2 separate regions of the Danio rerio genome follow, and region 1 is linked to region 2. The links are chromatin contacts, called in public Micro-C maps. All regions are on one chromosome and are shown on one strand. Each heading gives the region's core, a stretch centred on a gene start, on an enhancer-like site or on the middle of the called end of the contact. The rest is flanking DNA. Distances are from core to core; before and after follow the strand shown.

Region 1 (6,425 bases), core at 1,282-3,781, 170 kb after region 2:
CATGTTGTTCCAACTCAAATCGATTGTCTAGAACCCAGCATTTTTAGCCTTCTTTAAGTCCACACAGCCTAGTTTTTTTTAAGCAATCTTGAGTATAATAAATTTAAGTAGCGCAAAGTCAAACATGAGCTGATGCTGCTGTACTCGTTATCAAAATACTCTTTATTTGTTGTTTCTATAAAATGTTGTAAACAAACAGCATCAGCTTATATGTGACTTTAAGCTCATGAATTTTTAAATATCTTCTTTTGTGTTCAATAGAAAAAAGAAACCCAAACAGATTTAAAACATGCAAATAAAAGGTGATTGATTTTAGTTTTTGTTTTGGGATGAACTATCCCTTTTAGTTTTTTCCTTCTCTGTATATGCTTTTTACTGTCAAAGTGCTTGTGGTTGTTGAATATTCCAATAAAGCTTAACAAAAAAAGCCATATTGTGAGGGCTGAAGAGAAGTAAAAATTAGCAAATTTGTACTTATGTATTTTTTGTGACCTATCACTTTAACAGGTGGATGGAAACTGATAATGCAAGCTTTATGTTACAATAAAAACAAACTTTGGACTGTCAAGTAAATCCTGTCTGATCACAAGACCAAGAAACTTGTACTATATAATAGTTCAGTTAATGTGTTATAATGATTTTTAACTTCTGTGAGTGCAATTGACTGAAGTATTTGAATTGAGTTCTCACCTTATTGTTTTAATATAAACCTTTTCATTTTGTACCAATGTAGGTAACAGTTTTTCCAGTCTTTTTTAGTGTTTCCAGAAGGACATCAGTGTTTTTGTCTGACTCAATGAAGACCTTCTTGTTGGGAAGATCGATATCAAACTTGACATCTGTTGAGAAATACAAATGAACTATGAACTCTGTCCCACCATGACAAAGCACTTTTTAACACAAAAAGCAAAGAAAGCAGCAACATCTGATGCATTTAATAACACAATTCACAAACATCTCATTTAAATGGTTCCAGTACACAATTCAACGATATTACGATTAGAATATTTCAAATGTAAAAAACCTAAACCTTACCCAGTTTATTAAGTACTCGAGTGACTGCACCAGAGCATCCTTCACATGTCATGTCAACAAAAAACTCGTGAGTCTGTGAAGAAAGAAAACATCTTTGATTCAATAAGAGACACTCATCAAAACGTTAGCAACTAAGCTAAGTCTGGAAGTTATCTTGAGTAAAAACGAACTTAGGATGTTCTGAAACCCTAAGCAAAAGTAAACGGATTATTGTTAATTAAATGTTATATTAAAGGGGGTAATTACCGTCATGATCGATCAGACTGTTGCTGCAAACTCAAGTCTACAGACTCGATTTTGCTGGCACTGTTGCTGGACGGTCAGGTGACGCACTGTTTCCTTTAGGGCTCATCAATAAACTATCAGTTTCTGACAAAGCGTTCATTCGCACCACAAAAAACACGTGGCATTATTAAACTAAATTGATTATATGTTTGTTGTTTGTTTGTTACTGCTCATTTAAATTAATGTTAATGCTGTCATCTGAACCTTGGTGCTCTACACAAAAGTGGAGCGAAACTGGATGAAAGATGGGTCCCAATCTGTTTCAGACTCTGGTGCAGTTTAAATGTAATGTAAATGCAACATGAACAAATAAGGACATCTAAAGCTAATAACAGGACCCACATGACCAAAACCAAACATATTTCTTGTCATACAGTCATGGAATTGCCATGTCGTAAATGTCTATTCCAGATGTCTTGGTATTGTTTTGACTCATTTACACATTTTATAAGCTCCTCACAAGTCCGATTTAAATACCATCCCCACATGAAAAAAATTGAACCATACTAAAATACTTGAAATAGTTTGTTATTGTAATAGTCCCTGGTAATACAACAAATAGTGTCAAAAACCCAATAGTGTACCAAGTTTCTACAACTAGAAAATATACTACTATACCAATTTACTGTTGAGTTTACTGCAGTATTTTGTTACACTTTATCAGTTTGCTAATACCGTAATAACAGTTAGCCTGTGCTCTGTAAATATAGTAAAAGACACTTTAATATAATATGGTTCAAATAGACTAGTGTTTACTACATAGTATTTTCCATATACATCTACAGATACAACGATATATTCAGCAGCACACAACATTTTGTTGGATATCGCATCAGAAGTGATATCAAACGTTTTAAACGTAAAACACATTTTTTAGATGATCCCTTGTTTTTGTTGCTCTCTAAATAAAATTAAGCAAAATTAAATAATTAAATTAAATACGTTCAAATTAAATTAAGTTGAGAACTGTAATAATAAAAAGTTTGTTAATTTCCTTCATTAAATTTGTTCATTAAAAAGTACTAAAGCATACAGCTTCCGTCATACTCTGTACGTCATTTTGATTTTGCAAAAGCTGCAATGTTTTAAAAGTGTATCGTTAACTTTTTGATTTTTAAAACAGAAACACGGAAACGTAATCCGTGAGAGACCGCGTTGAAGTGAAATCAGCTGACATGTGTCATGTGACAGCAGAGCGAGGACGCAGAATCAGAACAACAGAGTCGTTCAGCGTGTCGGATCATCTTGTCTCTTTTCTGTCATAGCATGTCCGGGTTAAAATATGGACTTTATTAGGTTTATATAGTTGGTTAATATCATTCAGCGGTGCTTGCGGTAAGTCTGATTCTGTCATTTCATGTACAATATGATACGTGCTAATGCTGAGCTACATCTTGTAGAAAGCCTGCTGAGCCTTCGAGGGTTGTGACATCACTGACATCATGCTGATATTGAACTTATTACCGGTTATTTATGAAAAGCATTTATTACCACAGATTATTGAATTGATCCAGACGAGGTCTTAAATAAAAAACAACAACAACTCAATACTGGATAGCTTTTGTAGTATGAAACAAATGTGACTACATTGTTAACAATATGTGTAAATTAAGCAGTTTTTAACTGTAATATGAACTGCATTTTACTGCAGGGCAGTTATGCAGTATGTTAATGTATTTTAAAGTTTGTGAAAATTGCTGTACATTTTAAAGTAAAGAAATAGACATAATTCTGTATACATGTACAGCAAGATAATGGTGCCATACATGTAAATACAGTATTTTTGCTGTAATTTATTTTCAGTAAATTACTGATGAACTGCTATTAATAAGTTACTGTAGATTTTGCTGACATTACTTACAGGTAACATTTTAATATTAGGTTTTCTTTTGTTAACATTAGTTAGTATGCGCTGATGGTTTGAGTATTACCACAACATTTCTTAATTTTAGAGCCTAGCCCATACCTAGGGCCAGACAGAATCTGCGACCATTTTTAGCTATTTCTGCAGAGAATTTTGTAAAAAAAATCTGCGAATTTATGCAGATTTTTTATTTTGGAAGTTTCATAATTAAAAATTTAACCTATGATTTAAAACATATTAGCTTTTTAAACTTTTTATTTAATGTTTACAGTGCAAATCTAATTAGATCTACTTATTTGGTAAACAAAGCAAGTCTCTTATATAATATGTCTACTAAAACACAGAATTTATTACTTTACAAACTGTATTGTAAATAAATCATATGAAGATTTTCATATTAGGCAAAAATATTACTAAAATTAATTACAAAACTGGATAAATATAAATTTACACACATTTACACAAGTAAATAAATAGACTCAATAATGGGCCAAAAAATCAAATTTTAAATTGTCCCAGTACTTGCAAAAATTTTGCAAATATGTGGATGACAGAAGATATCTTAAACTGTTTAAATATTTACAGCTAAGAAATTGTGGACATTACAGAAGCATTAAATTAGATTTGTTTAGGTTTGTATTCCTTTTGGATCATCCTGTACACTCAAGCTTGTTTATTTATTTATTTATGATGAAGGAAAGCAAAATAATTGTAATTAAAGGCAAACATATAATATTAGTAATGTTTATTTACTGAATAATCCACTTTGTTTTGTGGAAGATGGGTTAAAATTTTAAAAAGTTATTCGTCTTCCTATTTTTTGCCATATAATTTGAAAACAAAAAGTTTAAAGAGATTTAACAAACAGTTCATTCAATAATATGAAAAAAATAAAAACAAGCAAACCAGTGTATTACTCTATAAATTAACTGTCGTGACATATATAATACTTTGATTTTCATTAAATGAGATCAGTGTTAATGTTAATTTTTCTTCCGAAATAGTTAGTACGTAAATTAGGAAAGGAAAAGCCCTCAAATTTGGCTGTTCTGACATGGAACGCTCCATCAGAAATCCTCAAACTGTGACCTTAACTATGTTTGCATTGGATTTAGCATATTGACTTGAGACTTTATATTTAGAACATCTTCCTCGTGACATGTCTATTAAATCTACATCAATATCAAGCGAACTGCATCATCACGAAAGGCTTTTATTTTCCCATTGATCTGTTTTCATATTGATTCAACTTTTACATTCCAAGACATTGAGGAGTCAATGGGAAAATGTTCAAGGCAAAACACTGACCACTCCAAAGTCAAACATTGATTTTAGATACTGTATGACGGCACTGAATAGAGACATATCATGCGACAGTGTTGTTGTTCATATTTATGTTTCATTTAATAACCAAAAATACTGATAGCTTCAGTCAGGTTATATTTAAACTGAGTGGTTTGCAGTTTAATATTCATAACAGTTGAGACAGCCTGTCATTTGTGTTTTAATAACTTGCTTGTAATTAACAGCGCCTGAATGAATGTGCGGAATCGCCTTGGTTGTTTACACCCATGTGTTTTGGAATGGTTCCAAACAGTTGTGACATATTTCTGAGACTGTTGTGAATATTAATGTCCATTACAAAACTCGCATGGGTGTCAGAATGAATATACACTTCCCGTCAAATGTTTGGGATGTTTTAAAAGAAGCCTATACTGCTTATTAATGCTGTGTTTTTGGATCAAAAATACAGTAAAGCTTAGAGCTGCATCATATTACAAAAATCGGGTATTGCAATATTTTGTTTCTTTGCGGTTTTTATTGCAATGTTAAAATAATTCCACCAGATAGCTTGAATAGCTCAATTTGGAAAGAAATCCTAAATTTTGATTAATTGAGGGGCGTTTTGTAAGGGTGTGAATCATGTATACAATATATAATAAAATAAACAACATGCAAGCAAAATTAATTACTATAGAACAAAGAAAAGGTTCAAATAAACAGTTCTTTATGCTTTTCCGGAGAGTCAAACAATGTTCAGACACAGAAATTGATTAATAAATGTAAAAAATAAAACTGTATATAGTCCTCGTTCTAATAATTTAGTAAAATTATTCTACATTAAAGTTACTAGGATATTTTTTTGTGCCTAAGTATTTTAGGCTCACTTGAAATGCAAATGGCCTACTATGGTTATACTTTACAATGGCACCACAATGTATTCTCAGTTGTTGTGCTGATTAACCATAATCCCAAATATAGTTATAAAATATAAAATTGCATATCCTACGATGTGGCTACTGTGGACACACTCATTGCGATATTGATACTGAAACAATACATTGTGCAGCCCTAGTAAAAATTGTGAAATAATAATGTTATTTAAAGTAAATTATATTCTTATTATATGTACTGTGTTTAACATTTAATCATTCCATTATAATATGCTAATTTGCTGTTAAGTTAAACAATGATTTATTATTGATGCTACTCAATCGTTAATAATGATTCTAACAGTTATGAATAAAACGGTTTTCTTGCTGTATTTTCCTGTTTTTTGGGAGGATTCTTTCATAGACAGAAATGTGTAAAGACAGTATTTATTTTGAATAAATTATCGTTATTGTTATTAATGTAACTTTACTTTCACTTTTTTACTTTTTTGAACAACTTAGTGTGCTCTTAGTGAATAAAAGCAAATCCATTTTAATAGTACTTTTGAATGATACTGTTTCACAGTTTCCACTTCTACACTGATACCAATAATATATGTTTGTTGAGCAACAGATTATCTTATTTAGTTGATTTCTGAAGAATAATGATGCTGAAAATTCATGACAAGATATTTTCCTGGCCTGGAAAAGTTTTGGACAAACAAACCAACCCAAAATATTTTTGAAAAGTCAGGGAAATGAATTTGTTTAACAAAAATCTATTTACTTGAATATGTTTGAGGTGATAATATTGGGTTCATTTTAAATACAATTGTGCAGTTTATCTCTTCTCTGTGTGGGGTAAAAAAGTAACTCGCAGTTTTAGCTTCGGCTCTCTTTCACTCATATACGTAATTCAAGCTACGTTTTTTAAGTGTGGTGTCCAGAAACTATCTCTTACCTACAGGGCTAAGATACTCTGGGGGCTAAAAGCTAATTTGTACTATTTTTATAGGTTTTATGAAAACACAAACATTTCTAAAAAATTTGTAAAAAAATAACAAAGCAAAAAAAAAAAGCAAAAAAAA
Region 2 (6,140 bases), core at 3,602-6,101:
AGTCTTTAGCCTCCTTGTTAGAGCAACTGACTCTATGCTATGCAATGAATCGCCAGTTTAATCCCACAATTGAACAATTGAAGTCAGAATTTTTTTCCACTCAATTCTAATATTAGTTCATTCATACATTCATTTTCTTTTTGGTTTCATCCCTTTATTAATCTGGAGTCGCCACAGCAGAATGAAGCGCCAAATTATCCAGCATATTTTTTAATCATTTTTATTAATTGTTTTTATTTTTCTTATACTTGCTTTTTTTATTTCCCAGTGATGGGTTGCAGCTGGAAGGGCATCGTATGTAAGTTTATTTATATAGCACATTTCATACACAGTGGCAATTCAAAGTGCTTTACATATACAGGAATAAAATAAGCAAGTATAAGAAAAATAAAAACAAATAATAAAAATCATTAAAAAAAACATAAAAACAGATCAAATGTGTTATAAAAGAATGAAAGAGAAGAGAAAAACATAATAGTACAATCTGTCGGACGTAGCACAGTGCTCATTCAGAAAAGGCACAGCTAAACAGATGTGTTTTCAGTCTTGATTTAAATGTGCCTAATGTTGGAGCACATCTGATCATTTTCCTGATTCCAGCAGCGAGGGGCGTAGTAGCTGAAAGCTGATTCACCCTGCTTTGACCTAACTCTTGGAATTTCTAGTTTATTTGAACCTAGAGATCTGAGTGATCTGTTTGGTTTGTATTCAGTCAGCATATTTGTAATGTATTGAGGTGCTAGGACATTTAGTGATTTATAGACAAGTAATAATACTTTAAAATATATTCTAAATGTAACTGGGAGCCAGTGTAAAGACCTGAGGACTAGTGTGCTGTACTCTGATTTCCTGGTTCTGGTCAGAATCCTGGCAGCAGCGTTCTGGATGAGCTGTAACTGTCTGACTGTCTTTTTAGGAAGGCCCATGAGAAGGCTGTTACAGTAATCCACCCTGCTGCGGATAAAAGCATGAAAAAGTTTCTAAGTCTTCACTTGAAACAAAGCATCTGATTCTTGCAATGTTTTTGAGATGATAGTATGCTGATTTACTAACTGCTTTGACATGACTATTGAAACTCAGATCTGACTCCACAGTCACACCAAGATTCTTGACCTTATTTTTTGTTGTTTGACCTTTAGAGCCAAGGTACGCATTTACCTTGAGAACCTCATCAAACCTTACCAAACGCAATCACTTCAGTTTTCTCTTTGTTTAACTGAAGATAGTTTTGGCACATCCAAATGTTAATTTCATCAATGCACAGGCAGAGGGTGTCAATGGGGCTGTAGTCATTAGGCAGTAAGGCTAGGTAGATCTGAGTGTCATCAGCAAAGCTGTGGTATGAGATATACACATACACTCCGGACAATTTAATTTCCCCAATTCACCTATTCCACATGTCTTTGGACTTGTGGGGGAAACCGGAGCACCCAGAGGAAACCCAGGCAAACATGCAAACTCCACACCAACTGACACAGTTGGGGCTCAAACCAGCACCATCTTTCTGTAAGGCGATTGTGCTACCCACTGCGTCACCGTGCTGCCCTCTAACAATAGTTTTCATATCTAATTTCTGACTGATTTCTTTTTATCTTTGCCATGATTACAGAACATAATAATTTACTAGATATTTTACAAGATACTATTATTCAGCTTAAAATGCCATTTAATGGCTTAAGTAGGGTAATTACAGTAGGCACAATATGGTAAATAGGCATTGTATAACAGTGGTTTGTTATGTAGACAATCAAATAAAATATTGTTTAAGAGGGCTAATAATAATGACCTTAAAAAATGTAAAACTGATTTTATTCTAAACAATATAAAATAAATAAGACTTTCTCCAGAAGAAACAATTTAATAGGAAATACTGTGAAAAAAAATCCTTGCTTGTTAAGCGTCTTTTGGGAAATATTCGAAAAAGAAAAAAGAAAAATCACAGAAGGGCTAATAATACTGACTTCAACTGTATAGGGATGCTGACTATATTACACTATAGCAGTGCTTTTTTTTGAAAACACGTTTTTAGGATTACATCATGTTTGTTTGTTTGTTTTTTAGCAGCTTTGCACTGGCAAACATGACGCTTGTTGTTATGCCTGCAGTGCTCTGACATTGAGTTGGACGGGCTTGTGAAACTCTGCATAACTTCTGATGTGTGCTCCAACAATGAAGAAATGGGAGGCAGAGGCTTGTTGTCACATGGGAACTATACAGTTTTGACTCATAAGTCCAATTATACCAATGTGTGTTTTCTCTGTAGCAAAGGGTTCAGTTACAAATGCCAAGTTCAAGAACCTTTGAAATGATATGTTTTGTGAAATCTGTCTTCTAAGCTAAAATTGTAATACCATCATAATGACTTTGGTCTTTTTTTATTTACTCCACAATATCATTGCTTACTCTCTGAATATGTATGATTGTGTCAAATATGGGTAAACCCCAATCATTCAGTTCAATTCAATCTTTATATGATGCTTTTACAATCTAGATCAGAGGTACCCAAACATTTTCTTATGAAGGGCCAAAAACAAAACATGATGGTTGTGGGCCGAAGTTAAATGTATTGCATTAAAGTCGCCATGGGTAATTTCCTAATTTATTTCACAATATATAAAAATTCATAGCAAAAAAATACTTTAATCAAGTTACCTAATGCATTATTTCTTTTTACACCTTATAATGAATTTATTACAAAAAAAAAAAAACATTACAATTCATGTTATAACACAATGGAGTTCAACGCTGTATACACTAGTAAAGTTGCCAATGTCTTGTGCATTGTTCTCTCTCTGTCAAGTGACAGTATTTAAAATAAAAATGAAAAATCTGACTAAAATCTAAAAATCTTATTCATTTACAACATTTGATTGAAAAATTTAACTTCAGCTAGCTTTTTTGTGGCTTAACAATAAAACAAACTAAATGTCAAGTTAAATCAGAAATGATAATATCTGTTAAATCTATCAATATTTGTCATTCTCTCTTTCTCCCCAGATGGGACGGTGGGCCAAATCAAAGGTTACCATGGGCCAACTTTGGCCCGCGGGCACTAGTTTGGGCATCTCTAATCTAGATTGTGTCAAAGAAGCTTAACATAGAAGTTCTAGTAAAAGTGAAACAGCCCCAGCAGTTTCAGTTTCTTATTATTAACACTGATAAAAGTTATATTATTTTGATGATAGCTATAAAAAAATTTTTCATAAATCATTTAAGATTTTAAAGATTTTCATTGATCAATAAAAAAATATATATATTTTTTCAAAATAAAATACAAAATAAATAGCCTAATTAATATTTTTAACTTATGTATTGCTAAGCAACATATTACTTTCACATGTATTTACTTTAGTTAAGTTTAATTCAGTTTTTAAATTAATTTAACTAATATTATTATAATATAATAATAGTAATATTAAAATGATCATATGATTTATGTACAATATAGTTTGTAAATGAATATTGTCTGTGTTTTAATAGATATAAAAGAGACTTGTTTTGTTTACCAAATAAGTGAATCTAATTGGATTTGCATTGTAAACATCAAATAAAAGTTAAAAATGTATATATATATATATATATATATATATATATATATATATATATATATATATATTTTTTTTTTTTTTTTTTTTTATATGTTAAGTTTGTAGTTATGATTCTCCTAAAATCATTCCGCATAAATCCGCAGATACATTTTTTTTAACAAAATATCCGCTGATTCTGCTGAGTCCTACTTATTACTTTACTTATAGTGTTAGACAAGATGCCATGCATGATGTCAATGAAGTTTATCCTTTTCAATTATTTGTGTTTTTCTAATTTAGTATTTTTTATTTGTTTTTGTTTGTTTATTAGCCAATAATTTTATTAAAAAAACTTTTTAACAAACAATTTTTGGTATAGGCTAGTTTATCCTTGATCTTTTAAACAATGCAATAAACACAAGTGCAAACTGCTTGCTCAGAAATAGGCAACGAGTTATTCACTGCAGCTCTCTGCCATGTCCCTTTTGGTAGTATGTTTTGAAAACTGTGCCATACATAATTCATATAGCTACTAAGCCAAAAGAGCGTAGCCCTCCAAGTCCAACATATGGCAGTGCCCCTCGCCAATCCGTGGAGGGGGCATTTGTCTGGAGTGCCATTCAGACCAATGACAGCAGCATGTGGGCGTGTGTTGAGAGTGTGTGAGGTGCTTTTTGAGTTTAGTAAATGACTGCAGCAAGAAATACTGAGGGGCTGAGAGGCTTGTGAGCGATGGAACAGACTCTGTGTACTGAAATATCAACGTTTGGGCTTTTCTGACGAGGATTCGAGACAAAAACAAAATGAGCAGCGTCTCCTAACTGGACCAGACAATGGAAGTAGCTTCATGCAGCACTAACAATTCACCCCTGGGAAACAAGTACGCACTAAATCAGACTACCTCAGCCAGAGGTAGCTAAAACTAACGTGTGGCTCGAAAGCGACACATTTCTTCATTGGGATGCATGTACAAAGAAGCGCGGAGGGAAAGAGCAGACGCATATGTATATTTCCCCAATGACTTTGATGGCTGCGAGGAGGTATAGTGTATAGTTTCGTTTCTTTCAAATGTTTGCGATGGAGCGTCTGTGAATATTCTTGGCGACTGCGCATCTGATGCTGCTATGGATCGTCCGGAATGAACATCTGAATTTATCTCGTCGAGTTTTTTCCACAGCGCCGCTTCTTCCACCTGAAATTCCGCAACCCGCGTGAAACAGGAGCTCCGCTTCACCTACACAGTCGCTGTCGGGAAAATGACCAGCTCGTCTGTATGCTCTTGAGATTTGTTTGGCCTTTTTGGGAATCTGAAACGAGCAAAGGACGAATTGTTCACCTCAGAAGTGCGAGAAGAAGGAATTGTAGGGCGCGCTGAGCTGTAGCTTAACTACATCCACTCATCTCCAACCTGACACAATGTTCGCACTCGGGATTTATTTGTGGGAAACTATTGTATTTTTCAGGTACGTATCACCTTGTTTTGATGCAAAAGTGTTATTGTTTTTTACTCAAACACAATATTTCATTGTTTTCCATTGAAATAGATGATTTCTTTAGCTACTTTTCCTGAGAATGTTCTGTTTAAGAAGGTAGATGAGATGCCATGTAGCAGTGATTGACTCCGTGGCCTGCTGGTTCATCTGATGAAATATAATGCCTGCTAATTAAAAATAAACTAAGTCATAATTCCGTGTCATTCATCCAAGTCAGAAGAAGTAAGGATTCCTTTTAAATTTGACTAAACAGCGAACACTAGTGGTCATTTAGTGGATAGAAAGTTATCAACAGGCTTATGAAGGAAAGTCACTTACCTATTTAACAAACAATTAAGTGGAAGCAAAATAACTTTCAGAATAATTGATTTTTTTTATAAATTATAAATGACTAACTGTAAATCTATAATATAATTAATTTGTCTTGTGCTGCTCAGCCTTTTAGCAACCCTCACGCACTTAGCGATAAACCGTTATAAAGATGCACTAGCATTTTTGTATTGTGTTGTGTAAAATCAATGCCATAAATAATGTCTGTATTTTTGTTACTATTATTATTATTATTATTTATTATTATTATTATTATTATTATTGTTGTTGTTTTTATTGTTATTATTTTATTGGTAGAGAATAATCAAGCTCTGTTGCCATGGTTACATCGTCACGTAACATCGATTACCATGTATTTAACACGCAATAAAGTTGTAAACTTTTAATTTGTGAAACGATATTAAAATGTTTTTGAAATTATGTAAAAAATTCCACACTAGACCTATATATTTTTCTTTTTCTTTTTTTTTTTCTTTTTTCTGTGGAACCCTAAGCATTATTTAAGAATCCATAACATTCATAATTCTCAACTTAAACAATGGAAACTGTGTTGTGGAATATATTAATATATATTCTTATGCACAATATTTGTTTTTGTTTAATATACAAGTATGCGTAAAATGACTGAGCCATATACATGGCACTAAAATATAGGCCTGTTAATTTTTTTGTTTTTGCACAAATTATTAATTTGCAGATGCAATCTATTTCGAGCCCTCCACATATGGATTATTGAATCAAAACACTGATTATCTCAAGAATCCTCTATAAAACAAGCACATTGTGAAGC

The links. A called contact is a pair of places that touch in the nucleus more often than the background predicts.
Region 1: a contact with region 2 is called in a Micro-C map of caudal fin, with 4 times the contacts expected there. The contact joins the promoter of slc36a1 here to the promoter of glra1 in region 2. A contact is called at or near these places in 2 of 18 Hi-C or Micro-C datasets (caudal fin and an unstated tissue) and 1 of 4 datasets of contacts at active chromatin or transcription factors (embryo).

Annotation. Positions count from the first base shown.
Region 1 is chr14:30,258,853-30,265,277 of GRCz12tu, forward strand. It overlaps slc36a1 (solute carrier family 36 member 1), which reads left to right and starts at 2,532. Exons shown (of 13, transcript XM_073921867.1): 1 at 2,532-2,655. It overlaps atox1 (antioxidant 1 copper chaperone), which reads right to left and starts at 1,378. Exons shown (of 4, transcript NM_001256633.3): 1 at 1,282-1,378; 2 at 1,036-1,108; 3 at 691-839. The coding sequence starts at 1,287. The coding sequence ends at 715.
Region 2 is chr14:30,086,759-30,092,898 of GRCz12tu, forward strand. glra1 (glycine receptor, alpha 1) reads left to right here and starts at 4,852. Exons shown (of 9, transcript NM_131402.1): 1 at 4,852-4,990. The coding sequence starts at 4,944.